Linked DNA regions of Macaca mulatta: region 1 is linked to region 2. The links are chromatin contacts, called in public Hi-C maps. All regions are on one chromosome and are shown on one strand. Each heading gives the region's core, a stretch centred on a gene start, on an enhancer-like site or on the middle of the called end of the contact. The rest is flanking DNA. Distances are from core to core; before and after follow the strand shown.

What was found. A called contact is a pair of places that touch in the nucleus more often than the background predicts.
Region 1: a contact with region 2 is called in a Hi-C map of fetal cortex germinal zone, with 5 times the contacts expected there. The contact joins the promoter of LSG1 here to the promoter of XXYLT1 in region 2. A contact is called at or near these places in 8 of 14 Hi-C or Micro-C datasets (CD4 T cells, blood, cortical neurons and 4 more).

What each region holds. Positions count from the first base shown.
Region 1 is chr2:4,076,302-4,081,768 of T2T-MMU8v2.0, reverse strand. LSG1 (large 60S subunit nuclear export GTPase 1) reads right to left here and starts at 3,017. Exons shown (of 13, transcript XM_015132544.3): 1 at 2,871-3,017; 2 at 850-976. The coding sequence starts at 2,969. LOC144338969 (a long non-coding RNA gene) reads left to right here and starts at 3,354. Exons shown (of 4, transcript XR_013413480.1): 1 at 3,354-3,442.
Region 2 is chr2:3,488,731-3,494,096 of T2T-MMU8v2.0, reverse strand. It overlaps XXYLT1 (xyloside xylosyltransferase 1), which reads right to left and starts at 3,873. Exons shown (of 4, transcript NM_001194076.3): 1 at 3,268-3,873. The coding sequence starts at 3,771.

The DNA of each region.
Region 1 (5,467 bases), core at 1,768-4,267, 590 kb before region 2:
TTGCTAAGAGAGTATATATCTTGTTTTCACCACACACACACAAAAAAAACCAATGTGAGGTGATGGATATGTTAATTACTTGATTTTAGTAATCATTTCACTACATATATACATATATAATATAAAACCAAACATCACACTATATACTGTAACTATATACAATTTTTAGTTGCCAATTATATAGCTCATTAAAGCTGGAACCCACACATCCCCCCAAAAAACACTGAAAAATGAAATATGAAATCATGTTGCACACTTGTTTAAAGCTTCCCTTAAACCTTTGTTCTCTCCAGAATCTGGCCCATATCCACCTGCTCAGCACCTGTGCTCATCACATCCCGCCCCCTGCACTAGCAAAGTCAAACTTCTAGCCGTTTTCTGAACAAAGTCGGCTGCTGCTTCACATCTTGGCTCGAGTCCTCTGCCTGTCTGTGTAAAAGGTCTTATCTCATGTGTCCTTCTAACATCTATTCATTGTTCAAGACTCAGGCTGGGCGCGGTGGCTCACGCCTGTAATCCCAGCACTTTGGGAGGCTGAGGTGGGCGGATCACGAGGTCAGGAGATCAAGACCATTCTGGCCAACATGGTGAAACTCCGTCTCTACGAAAAATACAAAAATTAGCCAGGCGTGGCGGCATCTGCCTGTAGTCCCAGCTACTCGGAGGGGGCTGAGCAGGTGAATTGCTTGAACTCAGGAGGCGGAGCTGCAGTGAGCCGAGATCGCGCCATTGCACTTCAGCCTGGGCAACTGAGCGAGACTCCGTCTCAGAAACAAAAACAAAAAACAAAACCTCAGCCCTAGATGGAAATGTGACAGTGTCACATGCACTCAGCAATAAACAGCTTACCCGCTACAAACTCTGTTCCTGCAAGTTCTGCAGTAGCAAGGAAGTCATCAAGGGAGCTCTCTTCGGTCACTGACTGAAGATTAAGACGACCCCAATCATAGCCATCATTGAGTTCACTTGTGTGCAACTATGAAAAAACACAGGGTGATAAATACAGCTGCTCTCTTCTGCTCTTGGCATCCAATAAGCTCTAAACTTCCTTGCAACTAGTCTATAGTCTTGAGGATGGTTGTAGTCCCTTTAGAATCAATACTACTCATAGTTAACGTTTAAAGGAGCACGCTCTTACCTCATAATAGGCAGTTCCCTTTCACCATTTCATTAATTTTCAAAAACTTTTGAGGTGAATTTTATTGTATTTTCACTTCACTGATGATGAAACTAAGGCTTCAACAGATAAAATAACTTGCCTATAGTCGAAAGCTAAATGGCAGAGGTGGAACTTGAACCCAGATTGACTCTGCTAGTCAAAATTAGTTAAAACTTTACCTGATATAGCCCCACAATAATACATTTTACATAGTGACCCAAAGTTGTATGTACATATAATGATACAAGCATTCAAGTACCATTCCGTACAGTAAAATGGAAACAAAAGAATACTGAAGCCACACCCTATTACATGTAACACATTTTGATATTTCTCTATCTTGCTGGGGAAAAAGTAAAAACAAAAAAGCTAGTTGCAAACCACTAAATTGATTTCCAGACACAACCCAGAGTTTGATAACCATCACCCTAAGCTATATACTTAGTATAGGTACAAATAAAAAAAAGTGCCAGGCGTGGTGGCTTGTGCCTGTAACCCCAGCTCCTCAAGAGGCTAAGGCAGGAGGATTGCTTGAGGCCAGGAGTTTGAGATCAGCCTGAGCAACATAGCAAGACCCTGTCTCTCCAAAAAACAAACAAACCAACCAACCACCGGGCCTGATGCTGTGCACCTGTAATGCCAGTTAGTCAGAGATTAAGGTGGGGGATCATCTGTGCCCAGAAGGTGGAGACTGTAGTGAGCTGGTGAGTTATGATCACACCAATGGCACTCTAGCCTGGGTGACAGAGCATGACCCTGTCTCTGAAAATGAATGACTGAATGATGAAAAAATAAATATTAAAGGCCAAAGGTTTAAGTGGTCATAGAATCAGCAAAAATACGGAATTAGGATCCAATTCTTTACCATTCATGTTCAATCTTCCCCCTATTTCCTAAAAGGCTTCATTAATAACAAGTTTCTTCAAAACTAATAAAAATTACCAGTAATCTAATCTCCAGAGTAACTCTAACCTGATGAATACTGATAAGCACTCTATGCTGTTTACTCTGTAGACTATATGGATGAAAATCAACTGGTATGACAGTGGCACACGGTTAGTTAGCTCCAGGGGCACACTTAACTTTAGCACACGATCTTAGAACTCAAATGTTCTCATTCATTACTGGGGGAATGAATGGTGAAAATAACGTCTAGAATGATTAACACAAGTCAAATCACTTCATTTTTTTTAAAGATCCTTCTATAGCCTAGTAAAATATTAGGTCCCGTCACACCTGAAAAATGAATGATTTATCTTTGAGCTAAACCACTAGGGGGTGCTTCGTCAGGGTGAAGCAAGGGAATTATTCTGTATTTCTGGCAGTAACCAACCGCTTCTGGAGGATCCATTCTTTGAACAAATCAATACAAAAATACGTTGTGTCTCTTTCCTGCTCTGGAAGTTCCAAGCACTTCAGTGGCTTCTTGGGCAAAACACAAAACGTACTCAAGACCTGGCACTGAAGACTCTTCACATTCTCACTCCACGCCTTATCAACACACTAACCCTTCTTTCAAGCTTCTTCTACCTTTGCGTTCTGGGCCTTGCCAGGAGGAGGGCCTGCTACTTGGCTTGGCAGAAACTCCAACTCGTCCTTCAAAACCAGGCTGAGGCGTCCCTCCCACAAAACTTACCTGACTTTTGACCCCGAATTTTGCAGCACTCAGGCTAGACAGAAAAGATAAGAAAGATGACATGGTCTGTCTTACCCAGGAGTCAGTGTGACGATGGCTTCGGCTCCGCTGAGTCTGATGGCGCATAAGGGCCCGTCCCAGCGACCCACCGGCCGGGGCTCTCCTCCGGCCCATGGCAACACGACCACTGGGCGAAGCTTCCCCGCTCCGCGCGTGCAGTTTCCGGGATTCACAGTTCGATCCCCGGAAGTGACGATAAGCGAGCCCAAGTAGTTCAGGCTCAAACTTGAGAGGGGAAAGCAGAATGACTTGTCCTAAAGTGCTCTTTTTACGTCTCGAGCTTGCCAGCATTATAGAATATAAGTGAAAAAATGGTTCTGGGAACTTATCTATAGATTTCCTGGCGAACGTCTCGAGTTTCGATAAATGACTGAGTTAAAAGAATGGTTCATTCTTGATTTGTGCGGCGGTCTTTAGCGTCCGGCGAGAAACTAGCGTACCTCGAAAACAGGGCGGTTCCTATGCGCGGCACTAGCTCCGCCTCCCGCCGCTTCCGTCAGAAGGACGCGGAGACTCCGAGGAGGAATGTTTCGGAGGCGCTGGAACCGGGGAGGTTCCCCGCGCTGGTTGTCAGCCGGCGTCCCAAGGTGTGGTGTCTCCGAGGTCCAGCACGGCGGCTTTTTGTTTACCTAGCCGTCCCCAGCTGCGACGTGGGGAGAAAAGTCTTCGCCTGGATGTGAATTTGGAATGAGAGGCTGAATAGTATTTCCGGAGCTTGGCAAGGTTGTAAGGAAAGTTAACAGGAACTGACTTACGCTTTATTTCAAATTAAAAAATGTTTTAACGGTTCTAGTTACAATTTCATTACCCTTTTTACAAATAATTAAAATGAAAGTGAAAACAGCGAGCCAGCTCCACTCCTAGAGGCCTGGGCTTCTGTTCCTCCCTTGAATGTTTGATTTCCCTATAATGGGAATAATAGAAAGTCAGCTTAGAATTGGCTGTGTGCTGGTGAACTACATTCTCGTTGATCCAGAGAACCGTCTCTTTGTTTTGATGTTTAGAGAGAGGAAGCAGCTTGAGCAAGTCATAGACTGAGTGCGTGCAGTGTCAGGAATCAAACCCAAGGCTTGTCACTAGCCTGTACACCCCTGGGGAGAGCGGGGAATGAGGGTTGTTAACATGTATTATTTATTTATTTTTATTTTTTGGGACAGAGTCTCGCTTTCCCCTAGGCTGGAGTGCACTGGCGTGATCTCAGCTCACTGCAACCTCTGCCTCCCGGGTTCAAGTGATTCTCCCGCCTCAGTCTCCCGAGTAGCAGGAATTACAGACGCGTGCCACCGCACCCGGCTAATTTTTGTATTTTTAGTAGAGACAGGGTTTGGCCATGCTGGTCTTGAGCTCCTGACCTCAGGTGAATGCCCACCTTGGCCTCCCAAAGTGCTAGGATTACAGGTGTGAGCCACCGCGTCCAGCCAAACATGTATTTTTAAATCATAGGATCAAGGTAATGCATATATTACTTAGCATAGCTTGATTTAGCCAGTCCACAATGTACACATTTATCAAAACATGCTGTACAACATAAGTAATATACAATTTTTACTTGTCAATTAAAACAACAACCAAAAAGAAATAAAAGAAATCATAGGATCAAGAATCCATTTAACCCAGGGCTTCTCACACTTTAATGTGCATATAAATCCCCTGGAATCTCGTTAACATGCAGATTCTGATTCATAAGTTCTGGGGTGAGGCCTGTGGCTCTAACAAGCTTCCAGGTGATACCCATGTTACTGGTCCCTGGGTTACACTTTGAGGAGCAAGAGTAGTCCCCTCTTTTCTGGTGCAAATGAAGACAGAAGTGGACTGGCTAAAGGTCACAGCAAGTTAGTATCAGGCGAAACTGGGTCCAGACTCCCACCCATTCTGAATTCCCTGCCAGGCCCTCTGTGTGCTACACCTTACCCCTCTTACTGAATTGAAGTGAGTTGAAATGCCCAAGGGACCGCTGACAAGCTGCGAAGTAGTTGGCAAGCCTTTGAGAAGGCAGAGCTCACAGATGAGCAAAGGGATGCATCAGAACATGGTTTCTCCCATTTCCCAATTTAGAAACAGTGTATCTTTAAAATCCTACACGTAATCTCCAGAAGGAAGATATGAAGAAAACCCATGAAACTGAATTAGTAGACAGCTCCTGTCTATCTCTCCAGAGCTAAATGATTAAAGATCAAACTAACTGATGAAGTAAGATTAGGTAGATTTCACATTTTGATAATACTAGGAGGTGAGATAAAGAAACTTGCCATTGCATTCCTAGAGCTCAACCAGGAACTTGGGACTTCATCCTAGTTTCCTTTTTCAGATTTTGTCACCTCTGGAGAAAATAAACACTTTGGTTTTCCATTGTTACTTTTCTAAGGTCTTAAAAAATCTTGACCAAATAAGACCAGGTGTGGTGGCTCACGCATGAAATCCCAGCACTTTGGGAGACTGAGGCGGGTGGGTCACCTGAGGTCAGGAGTTTGAGACCAGCCTGGCCAACATGGTGAAACCCTGTCTCTACTAAAAATACAAAAATTAGCCTGGTGTGGTGGCACGCACCTGTAATCCCAGCTACTCGGGAGGCTGAGGCAGGAGAATTGTTTGAACCCGGGAGGTGGAGGTTG
Region 2 (5,366 bases), core at 2,624-5,123:
ATTCTCCCTGGGAATAAAAATAAACTGCCCCCGGACTTTATCTTACAAGACTGAGGTGCTCCTTAAGGGGGAAATATGGCACAAAGGGAACAGCACTGACCTAGGATGAAGGTCCAGCCGCAACTAACTCTCCAGAAAGTCTTAGGCAAGTGTCCTCACCTGTCATGCTATATACCACAAACCCCTTCCAGCTCTGACACAACCAGTGAGAAATTCTAGTTTCCTTCTTCCGAGTCAATACTGAAAAAACAATTCCAGTATAAAATCCCCTCATATGTCAGGTGCTAGGGATGCAGCATTTAAGGTCAGTGTCAATGCCCTTAAAGAGTTTAGAGTCTAGCAAGGAAGACAAATAATTAATCCAACGATTATATAAATACAACTGTGATAAATGTTACTAAGGAATAGTGCTTGGAGTTTGAAAGTGTGTAATGGGAGCTCAGGAAAGGTTTACCGAAGAAATAACACCAAAGCCGAGACCTGAAAGCTGAGTACTAAGGATGGGGACAGGGAGTACTCCAGAAGGAGGAAAGGCATGTGTGATATGTTCTTTTCAGAAATATTCCAAACCTGAGGAATAATTAAATCACAAGTAAAATGAAGCAAACCTTTTAGAATCACACATTAAAAAAAAAAAAAATCACACATTTAAAGGAAAAAAAAAAGCAGTTTTCATCACAAACAGAAAAATTTACAAAATATGAACTAAAAAATAATGGGAATGCCAGGTGCAGTGGCGTGTGCCTGTAATCCCAGCTATGCGGGAGGCTAAGGCAAGAGAATCGCTTGACCTCAGGAGTTCAAGACCAGCCTGGGCAACACAGCAAGAATTCTTACCAAAAACAAAACAAAACAAAGAAATGGAGTCCAGGCACAGAGACTCACGCCTGTAATTCCAGCACTTCGGGAGGCCGAGGCGGGTGGATCACCTGAGGTCAGGAATTTGAGACCAGCCTGGCCAACATGATGAAACCTGGTCTCTACTAAAAATACAAAAAATTAGCCACCACAAAAAATTAGCCGGGCGTGGTGGCACGCGCCTGTAGTCCCAGCTACTCAGGAGGCTGAGCCAGGAGAATCGCTTGAACCTGGGAGGCAGAGGTTGCAGTGAGCCAAGATCACACTGCTGCACTCCAGCCTGGGCGACAAGAGCAAAACTCTCTCTCAAAAAAAAAAAAAAAAATTAGCCAGCGTGGTGGTGGGCACCTGTAATTCCAGCTACTCAAGAGGCTGAGGCAGGAGAATGGTTTCAACCCAGGAGGCAGAGGTTGCAGTGAGCCGAGATCGTGCTGATGCACTCCAGCCTAGGCAACAAGAGCAAATCTCCGTCTCAAAAAAAAAAAAAAAAAAGTAATAGGAGCAATGTTATGCCAGGACCGATAAACCCTTATCCGACCACTGATATCTGGCTAGAAATCCCCAGACACTAGACCCTCACCCCTCACACCTCAACAGAAGAGGTATCAGTTCCCTCCGGTCATTTGCAGCTGCCTCCAGGCCTTGAGTGAGGCTGCTGGAACTGGGCCCAGTAAAGTGGGGTAATCCGAGCATGAAACACTTACGCCAAGACAGGATGAGCTCGGCCCTGAGGCTGGATCTACCCCGGGCCAATATTTCTGATGCCAACTAAGAGTGCCAGGCATTGTACACAGGGATGGATGATAAGACATGATATAGTCACAGTACCAGGGAAGTAGAAGAGGAAAGAAGGGACGGTTCCTTGGCTCCAAGGAGGGGATGGTATCTGAAGATGGGTAAGACTTGGAAATGGAAAGAAGGAGCACCCCAACAGTGGGAATGACAGAAGCAAAGGCAAGTAGGCTGGAAAGCACTGGGTGTGCAGCAAGAGCTGCAGCGGGAGCTCCGGACAAGGGGACAGAGATCTGGCAACGGTGCAGAGTAGGCCCAGAGAGATGACAATGCTGATATTCCAGGTGGTGTTTGGAGACCTGGTCAAATTCCAAGATCTGCCCAGACTGACCCTATGGCCAAGGGCCCTCAGTTTTCTACCGCGAACTAGTGCAATGTTTCTCAAATATTAGAGTCATTAGGATCACCTGGGACAGGTTGCCAGGCTCCTCCTCCAGAAAGGAGCTTCAGAGGTCCAAGGGTCTAGGGACTTTCTCAGGGGAGGTGAAAGCTGAGTAAAGAATGGCCAAGGGCCCAAGAGGACACTGCAGGCAGAGAGTACAGCACGTATAAGACCCACTCTACACAGAGCTAAGGTATGAGGTGCATGTAAAGAAAGGAGGAGAGGTGAAGCCAGAGAGGTGGACCAGGCTCACAACACAACAGCCCTACCAAGAAACTGGGACTTGACTCCATAGGCAACAAGGAGCCACTGCAGACTCACGAAGCCTGCAGAATCCTGGCAGCAGCTCCCCTAGGCACTCACATAAACAACTCCTACCTCAGCATGCTTCCCCAATCAACATCAGTCTCCACCCTTTAATATCACCTACTACTCCTTTTCCAAAATCTGGCCTCGGATCCCCTCTGTACAACTATTCAAAATCAAATAAGCAATTCGACCTAGGTAATTCCCACTATGTCAGGAACCCATCTCAGACAAGGAGAGCCAGGCAGTGAAGAAAGATGATAAACAGAGATGGAAGCTGTCATGGAGGCAGATTGGTCCGGCCTGGGACAAGGCGGCCAGCTTTGCTCTCCCCAGATCATATCTGTTCCTCTTGAGCTTTCTCTTCCTCATTCGGAGAAACTCCAGCCTTCTCTAAATGGGTTCATGACCCTTGGAGGAAGGGGTAAAAGGGACACAGAGAGGAGATAAGATGGTTCACAATGAGTTTGACCAGATCGGACCGAAATACCTTAAGAGCAATGAGAAACGTCACTGCAACTTCAACACTTCCAGCGGCCTCACCAAGGCCCTCTCCAGTTGCTCAGGATGACTACTGGTGACCAGTCCCATCCTCATAAGTCAAAAACTGAGAAACATAAACAGAGGTGCAGACTCTGAAGGCAGTGCTGAACCCTGCAACGTTAGCAAAATGGGGGGGTGCGGACTCTGCTGGGGGCTGCACTTAATTGGGGGAGAGGAAAGCGAGGCGGTCATTAAAAACGCAGCTCCACTACTCAGCACCACCTGAGCGCGTCTGGCTCCGGGACACGCCCCCGAACGACACCTCCCGCAGGTTGTGAACACTAGCTTGCAAGCTAGTTCCCCGGATCCCCTCCGGGAGCGCGCACTGACCTCGCCTAGGATGGGGTGGGTCACCCACCGGGAGCCCCCAGCTGCGGCCCGCTCACCTTGCACTTGAAACCAGCGGCGGGCGGCAGGAGCTCCCGCAGCAGGCCCTTGGCCACCTCGCGGCTGGCCTCCTCGCTCACGAAGTGAAGGTTAAGCACCTCGTGCGCCTCGAACTTGGCGAGGCGCAGCAGCGAGCGCAGCGCGACGCGGGCCTTGGCCTGCAGCGCGACATTGTGCTCCGCCTTGGTGAACATCATCAGCAGGTGGTAGTCCACCGGCCCGGCCCCGCCGCCTTCCAAGCTCTTGGCCTTCGCGCCGGGGGCTGGCGCCACGGAGCCTCGCGCCACCTCCAGCGCGGGCGGCGAGGGCGCGGCGGGAGCCCCGGCGCGGGCCTCCTTCAGCCTCTTGGTGGCGCTGGAGAAGGTCTCCCGGCCCGAGCCGAGGTAGTAGAAGGCGCAGACGGCCAGCGCCGCGGCCAGCAGCAGGGCGCAGTAGTGGGAGCGCACAGCGCCCAGGCGCGCCATGGCCCGAGCGCATGGGAGCCCGCCTCGGAGGAGGCCCATGCGCTACGAGACCGCGGCGCCAGCGGTGCCAGCAACGCGGGAGAGCCCTCGGGGACCCGGACGCCGGCGGCCACTTAGCCCCGGCGGCAGGCGGCGGCCATGGCGGGGGCGGGGCCGTGCCGCCTGGAGCCAATCGCGGGCGCCGGTGCGTGGAGGGGCGGGGCCGGTCTGCCGTAACCGCTGGGTCTTAGGTTCCGAGGGTGTTAGAGGCCCGGCTGGGGGTTCAGTGGGATCCCGTGCCCGGCGTGGGAGGGGCGGACTGAGGACCCCATACTCAACCACTGAAGCACCACTATTTCTAGGAATTCTTCCTAATTTAAGAATGTTCTAAAATATTTAACCATAAGAATAAAGCAAGGCCAAGTATGGTGGCTTAGCCTGGGAATGGTGGGTTACGCCTGTAATCCCAGCATTTTGGGAGGCTGAGGCGGGCGGATCACCTGAGGTCAGGAGTTCGAGACTAGCCTGCCCAACATGGCGAAACACCATCTCTACTAAAAATACAAAAAATTAGCCAGGCATGGTGGCGGACACCTGTAATTCCAGCTACTTGAGAGGCTGAGGCAGGAGAATCGCTTGAACCCAGGAGGCGGAGGTTGCAGTGAGCCAAGATTGCGCCTCTGTACTCCAGCCCGGGGAAACAGAGCAAGACACTGTCTCAAAAAACAAACATAAAAATAAAGCAAAGTTAGGTTCATGAAGGCAAAAGATTGGAATCAAATGGTCATCAATGAAGTAGTTAAAGCTAAAATAATGCAGTCATTAAAAGTGATGTTTTCAACAAACTGCAGGTGGAAATTTTAAAAACAAATGGGTGAGGTGGCTCATGTCTGTACTCAAAGCTATGTGGGAGGCTGAGGTGGGAGAATCACTTGAATTCAGGAGTTCAAGGCTGCAGTGAGCTATGATTGCCACAGGACTCCAGCCTGGGCAACAGTGCAAGACCACATTTCCAAAAAAAAGAAAATAGCTACCCAAGCTGAGCCTTGAAAGGAATGGAGGCGCCCGAACGGAGGAACTTAGGTTAGCAAAAAGCGAAGCTGGAGGCACCAAGAGGGAAAGCTTTAATCTCTGCACCTTTTTTCCCCCAGTTTCTTGGAGGCTTTAAGCCGTCTCCCCCTCTCCCTGTACCCGAGCTGGAGCTGGGCAATTTAAACCGGCAGCTCCTCCCTTTTCCCGCTGCCCTGGGAGGAAATGGCCCGGGCCGCAAGTCGTCCCGGAGGCCGAGCGGAGGGAGGCTGGAGGATGCGGCCAGCAGGGGGACCCCGCCGCCCGCACGAACCTGCGAGGCTGCTCCCCGAGCCCCAGCGCAGCAACGCCCTGGAGGGCGACTTTCATCCGTTTTTTGTTTTATAAGCAACTTTTAACACTTTATCAAGAGCCTTTTTGGGAGTACCAGGGAGTTTTGCACACCAAGGTCCCCCGCCCAAAGTCACACAGCTAGCCAGTGGCAATTTCGACCCTAGGCAGTTAGTTGTACACTGCTAACTAGATAAAAACGTACTAACTTCAGGCTTCTAAGAATTGAGGCTATCCCAGTTTTTAAGTAAACACGCACAAGTGCTGTGCATGCTTGAGAGAGGAGGAGGTGAAAA